Regions from separate parts of the Gossypium arboreum genome. Here region 1 is linked to region 2. The links are chromatin contacts, called in public Hi-C maps. All regions are on one chromosome and are shown on one strand. The core of a region is the stretch at or near the end of the contact, and the rest is flanking DNA. Distances in the headings are between cores, read along the strand shown. Region 1 holds the start of LOC108451754. Region 2 holds the start of LOC108450215 (ribose-phosphate pyrophosphokinase 4).

Region 1 (3,732 bases), core at 603-3,102, 150 kb after region 2:
GATAAGTTAGTAGCTGTTTTCCCCTTTCATGTCTGGGTTTCTTGTCTTTATTTTTTTTCAAAACTCCAGAATAGATAATCTACAGTTGCCCTAATAAGGAGAAAATGGCAAATCAAAAAGTAAATAGATAACAAAAAGATAATTCATTCAAAGCAAGCATAAACAGACCCCTTAAAGGAAACAAGGGATACTTTGCAATTGGAGATTTATATAATTATATGTAATATAATAGTATAGTGATCAAATTTGAATGTTTTCTTTCCAACATACAGCTAAATTTACCTAATACATAGTGGATGTTGCAGTTTGGTTCAAGGTAGTAACTTTACATCTAGTCTTCGGCTGTTTGAAGACAAGCTTCAAGCAATAAACAATTCAGTCTAGCTCAAATTCAGGGATTGTTACGAAGAGTTGTATGTACGATCACTTTTGACAGTCAGTACTTTGGTCAAACAGAAAGAAAGGAGAATGTGGCACAATTGTGTACTGTTCAGGCCATATGAGACTCAAACCATTTAAAAATCTCTTCAGATTGCAAACTAGTCATTTCATGATAGGCAAATGCAAGATTTAGCTCCTCCTCAATGGGATGCACCAAATCCTTTTCTAGCAAATTAGGCTTGCTATCCTGGAGAGCATCTTTCCAATGTGTCGCACGCCCATCCCGTTTCATATACCCATTCTCGTCGACAAAGCCTTTCTCCCTGAATAGGTTGAACAACGTAGCAGAAATAGTCTGATCAAGACTTGGGATTCTATCAGACAAAAAAGTTGGTGACAGAGGCAACTCCATGCATTCAATCTCTGCAACATCAACCCCTTTATTTCTCAAAACTTCAATGAATTCAGTTATTTTTTGTTGCCTACGTAAATCTTTTGGCATGTGCACAAAAAGGGTCGGTGGATAGTCCTCTCTAATGTCCATGTGATCAAATAATCCTTCAGCAATCATAAGTGTAATACTACTAAACTTCAAATCATTAGCAATTGCAGATACAAAATACCCACCAGAAGAGGCCCCCAAAGCCACAAGAGGAAGCTTTCCAAGTTTATGTCTCTTAACCCACCATGTTATAATATCTTCAACAATCAACCTTTCTTCCCCAAATGCCCAGCACCTCCCTGCGCTTGATATAGTCAAGACAGCAAATTTACGAGCAAGAGCATGAAGCACAAGCAGCCTTTCCTCAGGCAAACCAACACATTCAGGACATTTAGGAGACTTATCCCAAAAATTAACAGCTCTACCACTACATCCATGAGCTAGAAAAAGAACAGCCTTAGGCGAATCGGGTATTTGCCATATCAAATCCGTCCCATTCCGGAATTCTCTTTTTGGATTAAACTGCACCAAAGACTCAAACCTATTCCATTTTCTCTCCGGTGGCAGTCCGTATGCCTGAATCTGCTTTTCATCATTTCTGTGGAAAAGGAACACTAATGCTACTGAGACTGATACCACAAACATAACTGGGACCACAACCGGGTATTTTTTTTGTCCATGCCATGCCTTTAACTTTGTTCCACGATTCAGCATTGCTGACAACAGATTAACAATAACAGGCTTGAACACTTGTAAGCCTAAAGTCTAATTGAAACAATTCACTAATAAATTGAATCTAAGATTAGTCTAAAGTCTAAAAAAGGGTGGGTGTAATATAGATATTAAAGGTTGGACATTCCAAGATGTTATTTGTAGATCGCAAAAGATAGAATGATAGTTGAAGAACTGAAGAAGTCAAGACCTGGAAAATATTTGGGAGGGTAGTTGGAGATCTAATCTTCTGCTTTCCGAATTTCCAGAGAGCTTAGCTTCCGTTTCCAGTTCTTGCAGCTTTTGAATGGGTTAACCCGTTATCAAAAGGTTTAGGGTAAAGTACAAAAATGTCAATAAACTATTGATTTTGTTCTATTTTAGTCACTTAACTATTAATTATTTCAATTTAATCACTAAACTTTTTGAAATTAAATATTTTAGTCCCTTGTAGTTACGAGTGACAGGAAGTTGACTTGGGCTTTTTTTTTTTTGTCTAATAATAAATTTACCCCTCAATGTTTACAAATTTCGTCATTTTAATTCAAATTCTAAAATTTTAATAAATTTGACCCTCAATATTTACAACATGACAAATTTGAGACCAAAGTCTCAATTAATTAATCATCATAGTTGTATTGAACGAGGCAACTAAATCTATTTCCTCATATATTCTAATACAATACTTTAATGTAATTAGAATTAGGTTGAGAAAATAATTTAATTGGGTTAATTAATTAATTAATTAATATTTTAAGAATAGAAAATTAGCTATTAGATTGATTAAATGATATATGTTGGTTAGAAGTCCAAATAATATATATAATTATACCTGTACATAAGACAAGCTCAATATATCCATCTCAAATGAAAAGGGCAACAAACTTTAGTATCCATTAGGGTATGTCATCGCCTTAATATTTCATAGAAAGGAATATTGTATTTTTCTATTAAAATATTATTATTTAATAACATATTGTTAAAACTTTTGTAGCATTTTTCTTATAAATAGGAACTATGAAATAACCTAATTAACATAACATTTGGGGTCATTACTCCATCAGAAAACAATGACAATTTATTCACAAAATAAATTCTATGTTTTACTAAGGTAAAAAGGTTTTCTAATTTCTCATAGCAAAAAGTTAACTTTCACACTTAATCAAAGTTTTTATTATGTGTATTCAGTTGGTGTTGTGTGAACCTACACTTAAAGCATTCCAAAGTTCAAGAAAAGTAAGAAATATTGTTTGATAGAAAGTCAAGATACGACTTAGACTCATTCACGCAAAACATATGTAATAATTTGATTTATGGTTTATTATTATAAATTCCACGAGGCTCGATTTTAAGAAAAAAAATTAACTTCCATTGTGTAATGTTCACTATTTTCTTAACTATTCTTTCCAGCACCATATTCACACAAGGCCGCCCTTCTAAGTCATGAATCATATGGATATGGTTAAGTCGTTTCCTTTTATATGCTTGAGCATGAAATATCTTAGTATTAGCGTCCCCATGTCAGAGCCAAATAATTTTCGACCATTGTCTCCAATAAATAGCTTCCTGTGCTAAAAATTATTAAGTTTATGTTTGTTTATATGTTAAAAGTTTTATGAAAAATGTTTTCTAGTTAACAGACGATGATTTATAAGTTAATGCAAAATAATTTTTTTCTTATAAAATGATTTATGTTTTTAAAAGCATAAGTTATTTTTGAAAAAGAGTTCCTATATAAATAATTTTATTTTATATAAAATAACTTAAATCAAATTTAATATTATTATATTGAAAATAAATTTTATTTTATTCTAAAAATATTTAAAATTATTAAAATATTAATATAAAATATTATATTTTTCAATATCATTAAACATACATAATTATTAATTTATATTTAGTTATATAATAAATTATTAATATAATTAATATATTTATTATTTTAATAAATTATTTAATATTTTATTTTATTTTTAATAATAAATTTTAAAAATAATAATTTTAAATAATATTCTTTTGAAAATATTCAATATTAATATTTTAAAATAAATATTTATTACAATTATAAATATATTAATAATAGATGTTTTGTAGTATAAAAGTTCAAATATATGATAAGTCTATGTACTCTTCACAAAATTTTAATTTAGTTTCTGTACTTTTATTTTCAAGAATTTAGTCCCTCTACTTTTTAGATT
Region 2 (3,703 bases), core at 852-3,351:
ACTACCAATAATGACAATGATTGTACTAAGATTTTTAAATTGAAAAAGTAGAAGGATTTACTTTTTAACTTTTAAAGTATAAGGACTAAATCTCAAATTCTATAAAGGTATAATGACTAATAGTATATTTTAAACTTATTATAAATTATTAAAATATTCTATTTTTTAGAAAATTTAAAAATATTAAATTTTATAAAATTAAAACTTACTACCTCTACTATAAAATTAAACTATTTGTAAAATAATTAAAAATCAAATAAACCCTCCATGTGAGGCACTACGTCATCGCCACTTTATTATTTTTTCACACCAGTTGGCATGTCATCACTTAACAACATATCAAGAGCTTGGACGGAAAAACTATATTTTAGGGACTCTATTGATTGTTAACTTTTGATTAAGAGCACAACCGATTCCAATTCTTGATTAAGGGTTAAATTGATTTTTTAATCTTTTTATGATTTTGTTTTTGCATTTAAGCTTATTATATAACTTTTTTCCACATGTTCATTTATTTGTTTTATCATAAATTATATTGTATTTTAATTTTTTGTTCAATTTTAGTTTTAGTCATTTTACTAAGATAAAAATTAAGATTTAATCCCCACTTTAATTTAACATTATTTGGTTCTCTCCTTTTATAATATTACTAGTATATTCAAATTAGATTTGTTCAAAGGTTGGACTCATAAGCCCAAAGCTCCATCTGATATTTGGAAAGAATTGGACAAAAATATTAAGCTAAAAAATATGTTTCGACAAAAAAAATTAAGACAATTAAAAATATGACTAGGTTAGGGCTCTAATATTTAAGATCGAGCTTAGTCTAGTTTGGCTCATTTTAATATTGTAATATATATTATATTATTTTATTATATATATTTTGTATTTTATAACACATAAAAATTAAATTTAGAGTAATATTTAATACTATAAGGTGAATATTAAAAAATATGTTAACCATGCTTAAAATTTTGGGTTAATATATTATTTGACACCGAGTTTGACTTTAATATTTAATTTTATATTTAAATTTTTATGTCCTAATTAAGCGCCTAAGTTTGATTTCAATGTTTAATTTGGTACTTTTTTTCTAATTAAGTTTCTATGTTTTTTTTACTATAGCACATATGTAAAAATCTTCATTCTTCCATGATTTCGTTTAATATAGATACCAAATGAAACATTGAAGCTAAATTTAGCTATCAAATAGTCTATTAATCCTATTTTTCTTAATAAAAGAAGAAAAACATATAAAATTGTTAAATATTATATTAAAACAAAAATTTTAACTAAAAAGAGCTTAGTTTTTTTTTTTACAAATATGAATGAATTTAGGTAAAATTTAAAGTTTATATTTACATCAAGCGAATTAAATTTGGACATACATATATTATATTAATACCATATAATGATTCAACCCATACCTAACTCTGGTCAAACTCATGAACACATTAACTACTGTTAAAGTGATATTGAGTTGAAATATTTTTAAAACATCAGATTAATTTTCTATTTGATTAAATGTGTTGTGTTAAATGAAATAACCTTAAAAGAAATTCCCAAATTCTTTTAATTGTGACACTTTACAATGTTATGAATTGGAATAGTCTATAAGAATAAGAATAGAGATCATATTGTTTTATATTGATTTACCTTTGAGAGTATTTTAGAATAATAAATGATTTCACGTATCGATTTGAAACCTATTGTCTTAAGTTTTATATATTTTTTTGTTTGTTTTCTATTGTTTAATAAATCTTTAGCTTTAGACTTTTTTCTGTTCTTATAACACGTTTTTTAGTATTGTTTATACATGTAATCTTAATTTTACTAGTAATTTTAAAGATAATTTTATTGTCATCCTCTCTAATTTGGTGAATACTCAATTTATTTGTCGATTAGTTTATTTATAAAATCTTTATTGCGTTGATAAAATTGTCATTCATCATCTACTATAAGTATTTACTATTTTTTTCTAAATTGAACACTTTTATTCCTTGAATGAATTAATAAATTTAGTATTTTTTCTCTTATTTGTATGCTTTCTAGGAAAGGACTAAAACCAGAATTAAACCTTCGCTTAGTTTTTTTTTTATATTATTATTATTATTATTATTTCTGTCGTATTAGGTCAAGACAGACAGACCCCCCAAGAAAATAGAGAAGAGTGAAGAGTTTGTATTATATATAAACTGTGAGGGAAACCGGAGGAGAGGTCGCAAAGCCTACCCTCGTAGTTCTCACTTCTTTCTTTTTATATCTTTGTCTCTCTCTACCTCTGTCTGAATTCTAAAGTCTCTCTTTTTTCCTCCCCTGTAAAAAAGCTTAAACAAAAAAATGGAGAACAATAACAACCAGGTCACGGGAGAGTTGAAGTCTGGGAATAAGAAGCAAGTTCGATTGTTTTACTGTATGGAGTGTGAAGAGCTTGCCCGCAAAGTTGCTGCTCACTCCCAACTCATTACCCTTCAATCTATCAACTGGAGGTATACTCACTTGCCTCAATTATTTCTTCAAAATCTTTGGTTTGTTTTCTCCTTTGAATGACAACTTTTCATGTTTCTGTTCTTTTGATTCTTTTCTTTTCTTTTCTTTTCTTTTGCATTTTTTTAAGGTGGGTGTTTTTCTTTCTTGCTTTTTGTTTAATCTGTCTGTAGAAAGGTTGAATTTTTTTTTTAAAAAAGTTGATAAAATGGTATATGATCAGATTGTGTGTTAGGATAAGTGGCAAAGAATTTCATGAACTCTTATAACAAAGCGTCTGTATTTTTATTTTCTTAAAAAAATTTGAGAAAAAAAGGGGAAAAGTTGTGCTCTTTATCTGGATGTGAATTCTTGGATCATCTTTGTTTTCTGCCACTTTGTTCTTATTCTTCAGTCTTATGAGACTCTGATCAACTTCCTTGTGTGTTTACTTCTGGGTTCTATATGTTATCTTTTTAGATGAGCAATTCATGCAATTTGCAAATGTAGTTCTGAGAACCTTGTTACAGCCAATGAATAGTAATCGTTGATCCAAAGGTGCCTGCTTGACAATGGACTTGGGAGCTTTTGTCAAGACTTGAAATAACTCGGTCCAAGTCTGTCAATTCTAAACCCACTCATAAGTTGGTCATCATGTTCAATAACATGGAAAATCAGCTTATTTTCTTGTTTTAACTTTCTCCCAAGAACACGCTAAACCTGTCTATGTTCTTACCTTTAAGTCCTCCACCGAGACTGAGCCAATATGTTGATAGATGCAAACTCCTTTACTTGTCAATTTTTTAATATCTACTATTTTCTTTATTTACACATGTTTTGCAATTTTTTTATGTTGACTGACCATGTGTTTCTTGCTTTCTTTTATTGCTGAAGCCTGTATCATGGCCAAATCAAGAACATTGAATCCTTTCAACATTATGTTGGCATTTCAACAGTGACTTTATTTTTCTGTCTTTAAACTTCCAATGTTTACAAATCTAGATTTGATTCCAGTGAGAGATATATATTAATAGTTTTAAACAAAGAGTATTATTATATGAAGAAATACTGAATTTCTTTCATTTACAGGAGCTTTGATGATGGATTTCCAAATCTTTTCATAAACAATGCACATGATATTCGAGGTCAGCATGTTGCTTTTCTCGCATCCTTCAGCTCCCCAGCTGTTATCTTTGAACAGCTTTCCGTCATATATAATCTTCCACGATTGTTTGTT

Evidence for each region. A called contact is a pair of places that touch in the nucleus more often than the background predicts.
Region 1: a Hi-C map of leaf shows a contact between it and region 2, with 2.6 times the contacts expected there. The contact joins the promoter of LOC108451754 here to the promoter of LOC108450215 in region 2. A contact is called at or near these places in 2 of 5 Hi-C or Micro-C datasets (both in leaf).

What each region holds. Positions count from the first base shown.
Region 1 is chr4:6,662,940-6,666,671 of ASM2569848v2, forward strand. It overlaps LOC108451754, which reads right to left and starts at 1,853. Exons shown (of 1, transcript XM_017749407.2): 1 at 206-1,853. The coding sequence starts at 1,537. The coding sequence ends at 491.
Region 2 is chr4:6,509,392-6,513,094 of ASM2569848v2, forward strand. It overlaps LOC108450215 (ribose-phosphate pyrophosphokinase 4), which reads left to right and starts at 2,102. Exons shown (of 7, transcript XM_017747737.2): 1 at 2,102-2,489; 2 at 3,556-3,703. The coding sequence starts at 2,341.